Regions from separate parts of the Callithrix jacchus genome. Here region 2 is linked to region 1. A link is a contact called in public Hi-C data. All regions are on one chromosome and are shown on one strand. Each heading gives the region's core, a stretch centred on a gene start, on an enhancer-like site or on the middle of the called end of the contact. The rest is flanking DNA. Distances are from core to core; before and after follow the strand shown. Region 1 has its middle 42 kb from the start of ZCCHC24. Region 2 overlaps ZCCHC24 (zinc finger CCHC-type containing 24).

Evidence for each region. A called contact is a pair of places that touch in the nucleus more often than the background predicts.
Region 2: a contact with region 1 is called in a Hi-C map of skeletal muscle, with 6 times the contacts expected there. The contact joins two enhancer-like sites. A contact is called at or near these places in 3 of 3 Hi-C or Micro-C datasets (induced pluripotent stem cells and skeletal muscle).

What each region holds. Positions count from the first base shown.
Region 1 is chr12:50,743,137-50,749,851 of calJac240_pri, forward strand. No RefSeq gene overlaps it. Among named protein-coding and RNA genes, the nearest start is that of ZCCHC24, 42 kb to the right of the region's middle. Within about 2 kb of position 1,330, at least 1 of the 16 cell types and tissues checked has an H3K27ac peak or open chromatin away from gene starts, as enhancers often do. A contact at or near this core is called in skeletal muscle, where this site is marked.
Region 2 is chr12:50,848,666-50,855,771 of calJac240_pri, forward strand. ZCCHC24 (zinc finger CCHC-type containing 24) reads left to right here. Exons shown (of 4, transcript XM_035267855.3): 4 at 1-3,046. Among named protein-coding and RNA genes, the nearest start is that of PPIF, 22 kb to the right of the region's middle. Within about 2 kb of position 5,281, at least 7 of the 16 cell types and tissues checked have an H3K27ac peak or open chromatin away from gene starts, as enhancers often do. A contact at or near this core is called in skeletal muscle, where this site is marked.

The sequences.
Region 1 (6,715 bases), core at 80-2,579:
CTGGTAGAATTCCCCCTACAGTCCCTCAGTAAACTCATAAGGGCAGATTTTCCTTGCAGCATGGCTCAGATCTTCGTTTCTTTGGTGGACACCAGAAGAAATAGCTGGCTCATGCTTCAGGATCATATATGCTCATGCAGCACCCATCTGTTCCCTCGGGTTCACTCCCAGCACCGAAAGGAAGTTGTACTCTGAGGGAGACTGGAGGCCCAGCTGGGGCAGATTCATGCTTCGCCCTGGAGACCCCTCACCAAGAGGAACTAGTGTGGGGGTCTCCTGCACTAGCCAAATTATCCTCTCCTCACTGTTGCTCTGGGCCAAGCGTGTCCTGCTGAAGTGGCCTGAGTCCCCGGTCATGGGCCGCTCATATCAGGGAGGTGAATCACTCGCTTCCCGAGTGTTCCTGGGCAAGTGTGTGGCAGGTCTTTTCCAGGCCATGTGGTGGGATGAAAAAAAAGCTTGGACTCAGAATCATCACAATGGGGTTTAAACCCTAGCTTTGCCATTTCCTCTTTCTGTTAACTAGTCAAATTTCCAACCCTCTCTGGATCTCATTTCCTTATTTGTCAAGAAAAAAACAAGATAGTTAAGGATAAAATCAAACAAGTGTTCAGGAAATATTAGTGAGTACACACACACTCACTCACAGCCGTACACTTCTCTCTCTGGGGTGGGTGTGGTGATATTGATAGGACACAGAAAGTCAGAGGTCATTGCTCTGGGAGGCAGTTGGAAGGGGGGGCATTTAGGGACCTGGTAGAACAGGAGGCTGGGAAGGCTTATGGGTGGGGGTAGTGCCAAACCAGGAGGCCCCCACCCCAAGGCAGGTCCCACCCCACCTCACGGGGTAGAAGGTGTCCCAGGAAGCCTGGCCAGCCAGGGAACCAAGGGGTGGACGACAAGCCAAACATCAAAGCTGGGCCCAAGGTTTCTGCCAAATGAAGAGCAGCAGGAATATGTCTGGAGTTGAAAGGCCCAAGAAACCCCAGGTGTCTGAGCTCCCATGGCTTCAGAGAGTCCCAGGTTGAGTGGCTGGAGCCTTCTGGAACCTGTCCAGACCCCTGGCTAGCCTTGCTTGACTCATGTCTGCAAAAGAGAGGAGGGAACATAGAGGGAGGAGAGGGGAAGCCACGCAGCTGTTCCTTAGTTGGGGGCCTAGGAAATTTGAGCCAAGCCACAGGCTGCCGGCAGGCAGGAGAGGGCCCTTAAAAGCCACTTCTGAGGCCCTGGCCTGGCCTTGCCAGCAGTCCCAGGATTAGCTCTGCAGCCTTCTCTGAGCCCCGGACATCTGCAGCCTGGAGTCCACTTCCCTCTCTCCCAGCCCCATGGGGCAGCCCCCTGTGACCGGGGAAGGGGGAACAGACAGCTGTGACCTGGAAAGGGAGTTAGGAGGGCCTCCGGCTGGCCTAAGACCCAGGTTTGGGACAGAGCAATGATGCAGGAGCTGGAATGATGCAGGGCCTCATTCCAGAAATGCCTTCCCCTTTCTCCATCTTGTGAGCCTGAAAGAGATGGGGGTGAGGGGAAAAGCAAGGGAAATAACATCTGCACAGGCCCACCAGGCACCAGGGACGTGCTGGGTGCTGTACCTGACAGCCTTCTCAGAGTTGGTCTTATTACTTCTAGCCTTCATTCAAGAAGACAGGCTCAGAGAGGTTAGGTAACTTGCTCATGGTGACACAGGAAGTAAGTAGTAGTGTCAAGATAGAAAGAAACTCAGAACCAGGTCAATCTAGCTCTACATATTGAAATCTCATTTTATCCAGAGCCCAAAGAATTAGAACCAGGCAGGTCAGAATGGAACCCAGGGAGGAGGTTAGCCTTGTTTGTCTGCTGAAGGCTCAGTGTGATCACCGGCTGCATCACTGAGGTGGAAAGAATCCTGAGAAGTGGGGAGGGACAACAGCCTTTACAGATCGCTCCTGGGTGATGGTGCTCCCTTTCCACACTGCAGTGTGTCTGGAATAAGAGATCAGATGAGAGGTCAGCAAACTGAAGGCTCAGCTGGAAAAACTGGGGCCAATCCAGCTTAGAGGAGACTTAGAAGAGGCTGGACTGCTGTTGGCCCTGAGTGACACTTGTTCTGTGGGACCAGACTCAGCCAGAATAGGTTAGGCTTTGCTATGATAACAAACAATCACCAAATCTCAGTGGCTCACACAACCAAGGTTTATTTCTTGCTCACATTACATGTTCAACACAGGTCAGCATGGAGCTCTGCTCACCCTAGTTGCTCAGGGATTCAGGGCAAGTCAGGCTTCATGCAGGCATGAGCTCCCCCAGACACTACAGCGATGACATAGGAAAGAGGAAAACCACACACTGGCCTTTTAGTCTTCTGCTCCCATTTCATCAGCCAAAGGAAGTCACGTGGCAACATGTACCTTAACTTCATGGGGCCAGGAAGGGCAATCACACCTGGAGCACAGGAGCAGATGGGGATGACTGACTAGCAGCACTCATGACTACCTTAAGGATTAAAGGGGTAACTGGGGCTGTGGATGAATGTATAAGGAAGTTGACTTTGAGTCTATTTTAGCATGGCCTCTCCAGGAAGATTGTGGGTACCCATCAACAGAAGTGTGCAAGCCATGGTGGGATAGGTGCATTGCAGGAAGGGGGCAGAAGATTCTCCACCATCACTGGCATCATGGCCTGTGTGGCAATACAGAGCAGTGGCCATTAAAGGCAAGGGTGCTGGAGCCAGAGGCGCCTGCATTCAAATCCCTCTCTTTATCAGTTGCGTTACTTTGTGCAGATTACGTAATATCTCTGGGCTCCATGCTCCTCCTCTATAACGTAGGGGTAATAAGGGGTCCATAGAATTGTGTGAGGATTAAGTAAGCCCACAGCACACCATGGCCAGCACTTGGGAAGCTCTGATCAAGTCAGTTGCTCTTGCTGTTGTTCTCATTCCTCCCCAAGATCCTGTGACTGCCCCTCCTGGAATCCTGGGCCACATCCCTCCCCCGCACCCCCACCCCGCCTCTCCCATCCCTAAGACATTAGTCAGAAGGGCAGGGTTGGGAAAGCTCTGTGCACTGGGCCAAGCAGGCTGATCCTTCCCACTAGTGTCCTCCGGTCTGCTGGGGTAGGTTACTTTCCCTAACCCATCCTGCTCCCTAACAGGTTTCCTCCTCCTCCTGTTTCCCAGCCAGACTGCAAAGCCATTTCCTTCTTCAGCTCATCCCCAAATCTTCCCTGACAGCCATGGGTCTGATTTCTATCTCTCTGATCTTGCCTTCTCCACATGTCCTATAAATGGAGCCATACAGTACGATGTCTTTCTGCTGTGTCTTCATCTATCTGCTTTATAGACATTTGGCCGTATCAGACGGGGGAATCTCCTCTCCCCCTTCCGCCTATCCACTGGCATTCACTCCTTGCTTGTTATCTTTGTAAGTCTAAGTAGGAGACTTCTATTTTCACTATAGACAGTGTCCCTGGGCTCCCTACTTTGAGAGATAAAGTTATCAGGGCCCCTGTCTTTCCTATAAGCTCTAAAATGATCGTTTGAGAGACATCAGGAGGAGGTGTGGCAAAGTGAGGTGGTGTGTTTCAGAAATGGGTGTTGCAGGAGCACAGATGAGCTAGGGAAGTGAGGCTTTCTGGAAGAGGCAGGGTTGAGCTGGGCCTCCTCCTCTCACTTCTCTGAGGGCAGATGCTGGCTAACCCACTCTCCCTGAGGTCTGTAAGCCCTGAACTGCAGTACCTCACTTCAGACACCAGGGGGAAGGCAAGTGGCTTTGCTGGGGTCAGCTGCACAGCCAGACCAAGGGCAGCTCAGCTCTCCCCACCCAAATCCCTCGATGGGGCGGGGATCTAGGCTCTTAGCTCTCAGCCCTGCACCCCCATGGAGGCTTGAATCCTTGAGTGCAGTCCACAGCTGTGGCTTCCAAGCCTTATGTTCATTGGTGTTGTCTCATCTGCATTGCTCGTTTCTCAGTGTGGTCCCTGGAGCCCTGGCATGGGAATCAGTTAAGCACACAGATTCCTGGGCCCTGCCCCAGGCCTCCTGTTAGGGATGGGGCCCAGGACTCTGCATGTTTAATTCTCTGTCTGTATTTCTCTCACACACAGGATGGACCGAGGCCTCTAGATCAAGATTCGCCATGATCTCAGCCCCTCTAACCCCTCCACCCTTTTCTCTCCTGCTATCCATGGCAGTTTCCAGGGAAAGGGTCTGTAATTTGGAGAAACATATTTGATTCCTGGAGATTCACTGTTCACACTACCATGTACAAGCCCTGTGGTAAAGAAACCTGAATGACTTTGTTAAACCTAGCATTTCCCCAAATTATTTGACAGGGAACCCCCTTTCCCACTGTTCAAAACCTGCTTACATCACACCATACGTAAAAGGCCACTCTAACCACCTCAGGCCTGACCTGACAGTTCCCTCCACAGTTCCCCCAAACACCATGCCCTTCGCCACTTCTAACCCATCCCCTCCCTCCCACAGGAAGGCTTCCCAGAGCTCTGTAGCACAACCGGCCTGGGGTTTCTTGGGGTTCCAGCCTCAAATAATCTCCCTTCTCTGTTATTTTTAGACATCCACTGGATGCTCCAGTTCCAGCCATCTCAGTATAACAAAACCCCCTTTTTTCCTTTGTTCTCAAAGAAAAGCAAAGCCACAGGCTCTCCTGAGCAACATCTCCAAGGGAGGAAAAGACAAGACTCGTTCCAATCCCCCACCAGTCTAGCCCACTCGTAGGCTGAGCCCCAGCAGTCAGCCCTGGTCCCTCCCAGGTCACCATCTCATTCATCAACCCTTTCTAATGCAGACCACTCACTCACTCAGTACCACCCTAAGCTGACCTCCAGAGCACGTGCTCAGAGGGGACAAAAAGTCATTGCAGCCCAGGCGTAGGGGCTCACATCTGTAATCCCAGCACTTTGGGAGGCTGAGGCTGGAGAATCACTTAAGCCTAAAAATTTGAGCCTGTATGACCTACAACTGCGCCACTGTACTTCAGCCTGGGCGACAGAGTGAGACCCTGTCTCAAAGATAAAGTCATTGCAGCTAAAGTCAACAACCACCTAGATTTCCATTCTCCATCCATTTGACTCAGTGGTTCCTAAATGTATGCATTTCAAGGACCTGTAAGCAAACTGCATCCCCTGCCCACGTGGAGGGCCAAACAAGGGTCTTAGCATTTTTTGATCTTGGAAGCTAAGCAAGGTCAGGTCTGGTTAGTACTTGGATGGGAGACCTCCTGGGAATACCAGGTGCTGTAGGCTTTTAAAAAAACAAGAGTCCTAGCTTTTTATCAGGCCAAGGAGTACATTAAAATATTATCTGTTCTGCACTTCCATTTTGGAGCCTTTGAATATGAATCATCCATCATTTTGCAAAATAATTTTAATCCAAAAGATTTTTTGGAGACAGGATCTCACTGTTGCCCAGGTTGGAGTGCAGTGGTGCAATCGGAGCTCACTGCATCCTCGACCTCCTGGGCTCAGGCAATCCTCCCACCTCAGCTTTCCAAGTAGGTGGGACTATAGGCTTTCACCACCATGCTTGGCTAATTTTAGCTTTTCTAGAGACAGGACCTCACTGTGTTGCTCAGGCTGGTCTCAAACTCCTGGGTTCAAGTGATCCTCCTGCATCAGCCTTTCAAAGTGTTGGGGTTACAGGCGTGAACTACTGTGCTCGCCCCTTAATATACATTTTAATATAAAATGAAAGTAACATTTTTATTTTAATATAAAATAAAAGTAACACTTTTATTTTAATACCAAAATAAGTTTAAACAAAAAACAACAACTACAAAGTTTAAGAATAAATAAAAATGCCCTAAATTAATCAAGTTAATTTTATGGAACATTCACTATATGGTCCTCAACTTTCCTATTTGTATAAACAGATAACAGCCTCACTACAAAGTAGCTCATGCCCTTCAGGCAGGGCCTGGGAAGAAAGCAGACGTGCACCTGCTCCGAGTGCAGATCCGAGCCGGGGACTGTGTTGTGATTGCAGCACCAGGGCAGAGGGCCAGTTCTAGGCTTTCAGTACACATTTCAGTTAATATGAAGGCCCAGCACTTTAAATGAAAGGAAGAAATCGTTGCCATTATTTTCTATATTATAAGAGTGAGTAAGCCACTGCCCCCTGCCAACTATCTTAACAATATAAAAATGAATGTGTAGCCAATGGAATCCTCCATTAATAGAGGGAATGTAAGAAGAAGGAGGAGTTAATAGTCTTATCCTTATACAGGGTTGTCAAGATATTAAATAGGGTCAATTAAAACAAGAAATAGATATATAAGTAATTGTTTACATGTTCAAATATAACCAGTAGAAAACAGATTAGATAGATAGATAGATAGATAGATAGATAGATAGATAGATAGATAGATGAATCAAATAAAGAAGAAGAGAAAAAGGAGTTTATGTGAACTAAATCGTTTTTTATTACCTAATGCTGGCAAATTAAGAAACAGACCCATAAGCATTTAATGTAGAGTTACAGAGGCTAACCATCTAAATAAATAAAAGTAAGAATGGTTAAAAGACACTGCCTTGGGGAAGTGAATCATGGGTAGAGAGTGTTGGACCAAAAAGCCTGTTCTTCATTACAAACATGTATGCAACATTCTTGTTTTTTTTAAAAAAAAAATACAAGCTGGGTGTAGTGGTGCATGCCTGTAGTCCCAGCTACTCAGGAGGCTGAGGTAGGAGGATGGTCCAGGAGAGTGAGGCTGCAGTGAGC
Region 2 (7,106 bases), core at 4,031-6,530, 110 kb after region 1:
CACTAGAGAGCACTGGGCCCAACTCAGCTCTCTTGTTCTGGGATTCAGGCTGGCTGGTGCCATGTCCTGGAGCAGAGAGACCTATTTGGGGAGTTTCACCCAGAACGGTAGGAGAAACGGCCCAGGTGCCAGGTACCCTGCACCAAGACCCTTCACTTGGTGCCTTAGGAAGTCAGGTCGAGGGATGCTGAGTCCTCCCCTGCTGGCCCTGGCAGCCTCAGCCCTGCTTTTCATCCCCTACCCCTGAAAACATGGAGGATCCCCCTCCTCCTCACCTCGGCCTCGTAGCCCCCCACCATGGGGAACCCTGACATAAGCCACAGAACCCCTCTTTCTAAAATGGGGACAATAATTTCCTACCTCCCAAGGGAGCAGAGAGTCCTCGTGGCACGTCCCTGGTCAGGGAGCCCACTGTCCCGGCTGGCGGCGGGATTGTGCGCTCCTCTCTGCCCGAAGAGAAATCCCAATTCCAGGGTCACGGCCCCTGCCTTTCTCCCGGCTGTCAGAACTGGGTCTCTTGATTTTGCCCCTACATTATGCCTCTGTGGGAAAAAGAAAAAATCAGACCATGAAATGGGCCTGAAATTCAGTGTTTACCATGGCTCAAGGATGCCCACCTGGTGTGTCCAGTTGCCTTTTGTTTTCAAATGAAAATGCTTTGTACAACTGAGGAGTTACAGTGAAGTGTTAGCCAGGGGTCCAGGGAGTGAGTTGAAAAGATGGAGTGAGTGTATTTGCAGCCAGGGAGCTGCTGCGTGGATTCGAGGAGCCATACCCTCTGAGCACTTACAAAGATGTATTTGGTCGAGGCCAGGCAGCAGGCTGTGAACACCCTTGCCACCACTGGGGACTGCCACTGAGGACTTCCCGAGCACGCTGTTCCCCACCTTCTTCAATGCGTTGAGGTGAGCTGGGCTTGGCCCCAGCCCAGGCTTCTGTCCCTAAGGAGAAGCTGCCACTAACGGTCATCCTACCACACTGCTAAAGAGAATGTTGGCAGTGGTGGGCGGTGTGCCTGTGCCAACCCTTCCGGGGACCCACCCCACAGAGGGACCTTGCCTGGGGCTGCCAGCTGTGCTGCTAAGGTTGGGGAACCCACACCCTAAAAAGAACCCAGGCTCCAGACCACTGGAGGCCAGGGCTTCCCTGCATGGGCTGAGGGGAGATGGGCTATCACCCCAGGTGACCTTGCCAGCGAGCTGTTCAGCAGGTAGCCACTGCCCTGCCATCTGTGCAGAACCAGCCACCTTGGGGGCTGGGGTTCCCGCGTTGAGGCCCCACTTCCGCACTTCCCTTGACTCAGTTCTGCCTGAACTGGGAACTCTCCGTGGTCAGCAAAGCCACTGCTGCGCAGGCTGGATGCTGTGAGAACTAAGTGCTCAGAGGTCCAGGAGCCCAGGGGACAGGAACGAGTGTGGTTTTAGTACGTTCAAAAGGGACAATCGCTTGCAGTTGGTAGATCTAGCGATCTAGTTGGAAGATAATGTTGTTTACCCCATATGAAGTATTCAATAGTTCTACTTGTGAATTTGTATTTATTTTGAGTTATACTTGACACGGAATTCCTTTTTTTAAAAAATACTATGTGTGTATTTTGAAAAAAAATTTATAGATGTTAAAATTTCTGCATGGTTACCAGTTTTTCTCACAACACTGAATTTGGTAGCTTTTCCCGAAAAAATCTTTTTGACAGTGATTTTTTGTCTGTATATATTTGAGGGCCTTTTTAAAAAAAAAAAAAAAAAGAAAAGAAAAATATAATCGTTTGACTTTTGAGATTAAAACAAACAAAAAGAGAGGCATTTTCAAAACTTCAGGACTTTCAGGAGGGCAGGAGAATATCAAAGATTTCTGGAAGTATTTTGCAAACCTTCTGCTTGAGCTGCAAGGAAAATATTTATGGTGAGATTTTTCTGTTTCCCGTTACTGGGTTTTTGGTTGGTTTTTGTTTGTTTTTTACTATGCTTTGGTCTGTAAAAATATGCAACTGAACTACATTCAGAAGGAAATATTGTCTACGTAGAATATTATATGAAGTTGGTACATAATTCTGATGAGGAAAAAAAAACCTTTGCAATTCTTTAAGCCATATCGTTGTTATTCTGTGTTGTTTCCCTGGATGAAAATATCAGTATTAAGTAGCCAGCATATTATTCCAGTGTTTAGACTTATTAATATGTTCTTGTCCTGTATTTATACATCTGTGTATTTTGGAAAGTATTGCCTTTTTAAAGGGAAGCTATAATTAGATACGTAGTGGAACGGGAGTAGTGACCCCTTTGTGCCTCTTCCGCAGAGGATAACAAACAGCATTGTACTCTATTCTCTTGCATCTTATTATTATCTTGTTATTACGGTTTTATTAATTTTGTAGGGAGGCAGGGAGTGGTCCAGGGGAAGAAGCGGCTTATTTTCACTAGCCCCTCTGTGGTCCAGCAGCCCCTTGGCTTGGTTTGAGGGCTCTCGATCAGTGGGGCCCCAGGAAGGAAGAAGAAGTGGGGCAAAGCCTGGCCCTGCCACTTGGGAGCTTTGCCATCTGAGCCACGCCTCCTCCGGCCCATGCTCCTTGAACTTGGAAATGTCAACCGGAGCCCTTATGCCAGCCCTCCAGCATCTAATAGACTTGAATCTGCCCTAAATGAATATTGAATCCAACCTCACTACATTGTAGCCCAGTCCAACGACTAACCTTGAAATGGGGGTGTTCCAGCCTTCATTGAGGTGGCCGAGCAGCCCCCTGGGGCTCTGGCAGCAGGCTCATGGCAATAGCTTTTCTGTAGCCAGCCTCACTGCCCCACCTCTTCCACCCCCGTGCGGTGACCCTGTCTGTGTCTGCGTCTGTCCATATGTGTGAGTCCAGCTAAAAAGACAAACAGAACCCATGGGCCCAGCTCGGAGGGCGTGTGGAGAAGGCTCCAGTGTCTCCGACGTGCAGCCCTTGGGATGGCATTCCATCGTGTGCCTTATTCCTGGAGAATCTGTATACCGCTTGCCTATAGAAACATAGCCCCTTCATGCTGTATTAAAAGGACTTTTAAAAGCAAAAGAGGCTCACGGGTTTCCTTGTTCACACAAGCATGTAGGGAGGCTGGACTCTCAGAGGCAGGAGATGGGGCAAGCGTAGGAGAGACTTGGGGCTACCCTTGGCCCTCCTGGGTCTGGGTCATCTTATCACTGCCCTGCCTCTATGCCACGGATTTGCCTTCTCCCAACCTCTCTGCTCCCAACTGGACACTCTCCAGGGCGAAGGCCCTCTCCAAGTTGGCCCCAGACTGGGAGAGATTGTCAGCAGATGAGGTCACACGTTCACTCAGTGGGGGGACTCCCGGGTGACCATATATAGGAGTGAATTTTCCTCAGAGACTGCAGCCCTTGGCTGCTCCCGCTTGGCACACGCGGCCAAGATCAGGATTTGGGCCCCAGACACGCAGCATCACACAGTGGGCAAACAGAGAGGTCCAGGGGAGACGGCACAGGGGCCCCTCTTCTGACCGAAGCCTGGCCTAGGCTGTCACAGAGTGGGGTGGGGGTGGGGGTGGGACTCTGCTGAGGGCCATGAGGAGCCACAGCAAAGCAAGACTGTCAGCAGCCGCCACCTGCAAAGCCCAGTACTGGCTCTTGTTCTCAACCTTGCTGCCCACCTGAGTCACCTGGGGGGCTTTAAGAATCTCGTGCCTTGGCCCCACCCCAGGGAGGCTGAGGAAGTGGTCCGGGGTGTCCTTGAGCTTATGAAGCCCCCAGTTCAGTCTGTTTGCACCCAAAGTTGAGAAGCACTGGGCTTTCAGAAGGTCCCTAGTGTTCCTGTGGGACCCATCATGAAGGGGAGGAGGCGGGGGGCAGGGAGTCCCATCGAGGGGCCCTCTGTCCTCAGCTCCAGCCAACTGTTGCTATCTACGAATAAGGTTGCCTACAGAGGGAGGGAGGGGCAGCAGGGGAAAACCGGAAATCCCAGTTGTTACGTGAAATTGTCCATGTTTTAAGTTTTGGCAATGAGTGAACTGGACTTCTGAATAGTGTGGAAGTCGAAGCACGTGATTGTGGGCTAGCCCTCGCCTCCTGACTGTGGCCTCTGGACGGAGCAGAGAAAATCAAATGCCAGTCCTTGGGGTCAAGGACCATGGATGTGAGGGCAAGAGACAGGCAGGAGCAGAGACCACCAAGGCCAGACCTCTTGTCTTATTTGGGGTGCCAAGCAAATCCCAGAACCAAGCCCCTTCCTGCTGAATGGCATCTAGAGAATTCCCCACGGGGTGCCGGCCCTCAGTGTGTGGAATGGCAGGCAGGGCCAGAGTCAGCCTGAATGAAGGTGGGCCCAGCAGTGCGGGGGAGAGGGGACCCACCTCTGCCAGTGTGAGAGGAGAACAAAGGAGCCCTGCTCCGTAGCGGGCCCTCTGCCAGCCCACGAGTCCTCCAGTAGCCTGGGTGGGGCTGTGGCTCTCTCTAGGCAGATCTGAGATCTCAGAGCTGGTGTCTGACTCAGGGCCCTCCTGTCCTCTTCAGCACTGTGGCCAGGCCAGCCCTGCTACCCAGCTGCATGACACTGGGTGGCTTTCCTTGTCCCTGAGCCCCAGCTCTCCCAGGGGTATCCTGTGGATAAGACAACCCACTGAGCAAAAGACAAAGCGCACTGCTTGTACCGGGAGGCGCCCAGGGAGTGTGGGTCCCTGGCTCCCGCTGTCTGCAGCTCAGGCAGAAGCATCCTACCAGTGATGACACCAGGTAGTCCGCAGGGAGCCAGGCCTCGAACCCAGGGCCCCAGGTGCTTCTGAGCACCCAGTAAACATTGACTGGGCACCCATGTGTGCCGCGCTGGGACTTCGGGCATTGTTTGATGACATGCACTTTGAGTGTGTGGCAGTGTGCATGCGCCTGTGTGTTTGTTTTGTTTTCTGTGGAAAGAAAACAAACCCAAGGCAAACACAGCCTGCATTTCGACATCTCCTGGAGCCGTGGAAACCAGTAATTCCCCTGGACAGGAAGAATTTCCGGTCGGACTCAGTCCCCATGTTCAGAGACAGCTGGCTGCTGAGCACCCAGGAGAGAGAAGAGTCCACCAAAGAAAGGGCTGGCAAGGGATCAAGAGAGGCTGGCCCAGCTCTGGGCCGAAGCTGAGGTCCCCCAGGGGAAGGTCTCACCTGGCACCGTCACCCAGCAGGCAGGTGGCAGAACCAGGATTTGATCGAACTTGAAGTTCTCACCACCCAGTGCAGTGTGTCAGAGGCAGAGCTGGGAGAGAGTTGCAAAGGTCAGATAAGGAGAGGGTCCAAGGGCTGGGTGGTATCGAAGGGTGAGAGACCAGGCAGGAGGAAGGGAGGTGGGGCAGGTGGGTGCCAAGGGGTGATGGCTGCAAGGTTGTGAGGCACCCTCTTGGCATCTGCCCCAAACACAGAGAGGGGAGACCAGGCCTGTGGAGAGATGGCAGGAGCCCAACCACCTGAGCACTGGAGGTCGCCAGGAGCCCAGGGTCCCTCTGGCAAGACCCTGACAAGGCTCTGCTTCTTGGAACATGTGACACAGAGCCTCACATCCTTATCTGTAAGCTGGGGGCAATTAGGACTCACTGAGTGTGGCAGGGGACACCCAGGCAGCTCCTGCACGCAGCTCTGGGCTAGCCACCTCTCTCCCACCAGTCCCCCACTGTGGTGCCGAAGCTTCCAGGCCCAGGCCACCAGTCAGCTTCTGCATTGGACCCCAGCCGTAGGTTGGAGTCCCTCCGGTTTTCTGACCTCATGTCTCCTCCTACTAGTCCTGGCAGGACCCAGGGCAGGAAACAACATGCCACTATGGCAGGTGGAGAAACTGAGGCCTGAGAAGCCCTGCTGCCCCAGATTGCCAAGCAGGGTCCTCCGCCACACCCTCCAGCCTCCACTATCTGTGCAGTTTCTGATCCTGACCAGGGCCACCAAGCAGATTCTCACCAACCTGTCCAGTCTGTCAGCAAATGGCTGTCCGTCAGTGTGTCCTGGGGCCTGGCCCAGAGCTCTGATCGAGGCCTGGGACCCACGATGCACTGGGGAATCAGCCCCCCACCTGCCCTCTGACACCCTGGTCCTCCTCCCCACTGCCTGGTAAACCCAGGGCGAGGCATCAGAACTCCACCCTTCCAGTGGCTGCCTCCTGTGAGCCTGCCAGGTGCTTGGAAGTGGGGAGAAGGTGCAGGGAACACCCCAGGTGAAGGGAATTAAGACCGAGGAAGGCTTGCCATCTCTCCAGAGACAGGTGTGTCGGCTCTTCCCCTAGAGCTCTGGCTGGAGCAGGGAACGGGCTGCCCTTGGGTGCAAAGGCCCCTCTCCACACTTCCCCTGCCATTTGTCCAGAGGCTGGATCCCAAGGAGATTTCAAGGCCACTTGCTCCCCGTGCCCGCACACACACGCACTCATACACACCTCTCACACACACACACAAACACACACATCTCACACATGCACTCACATACACACACCCCATATGCACACTCACAAACACATCTCACATGTGTACACACATCTCACATACACATTCATGCACACACACATCTCACACATGCACTCACACACCTCACATGCACACACACATCTCACACGCACACATCTCACATGCACACGCACACAAACATCTCACATGCGCACTCACACACACACCTCATGCACACACACACCTCACATGTGCACACACGCACCTCACATGCACACACACAAACATCTCATGTGCACTCACACACACCTCACACGTGCACTAACATCTCACATGCACAAACACATCTCACACGCACACACAAACACACACATCTCACGTGCACCCACACATCTCACACGTGAACTCACACAGCTCACATGCCCACTCTCACACACAAACACATCTCACACGTGCACTCACACACAAACATCTCACAAGCACACACATTTGACACACACATCTCACATACTCTGTTCACGGCCTCATACACACACCCATTTGCAAAGTCAAGCCTGCACGTATTCACACATGCACAGCCCACAAACACACACGGCCGCAGCCCATTGAGAGTCCCTTAGGGGCAACGGTCCTGAGGCCCTTCTCTAGCTGGAAGGGCGATGCAGCAGGATGGGGCCCCTCCTGACCAGGAAGGCAATGAAAGCAGTGTGAA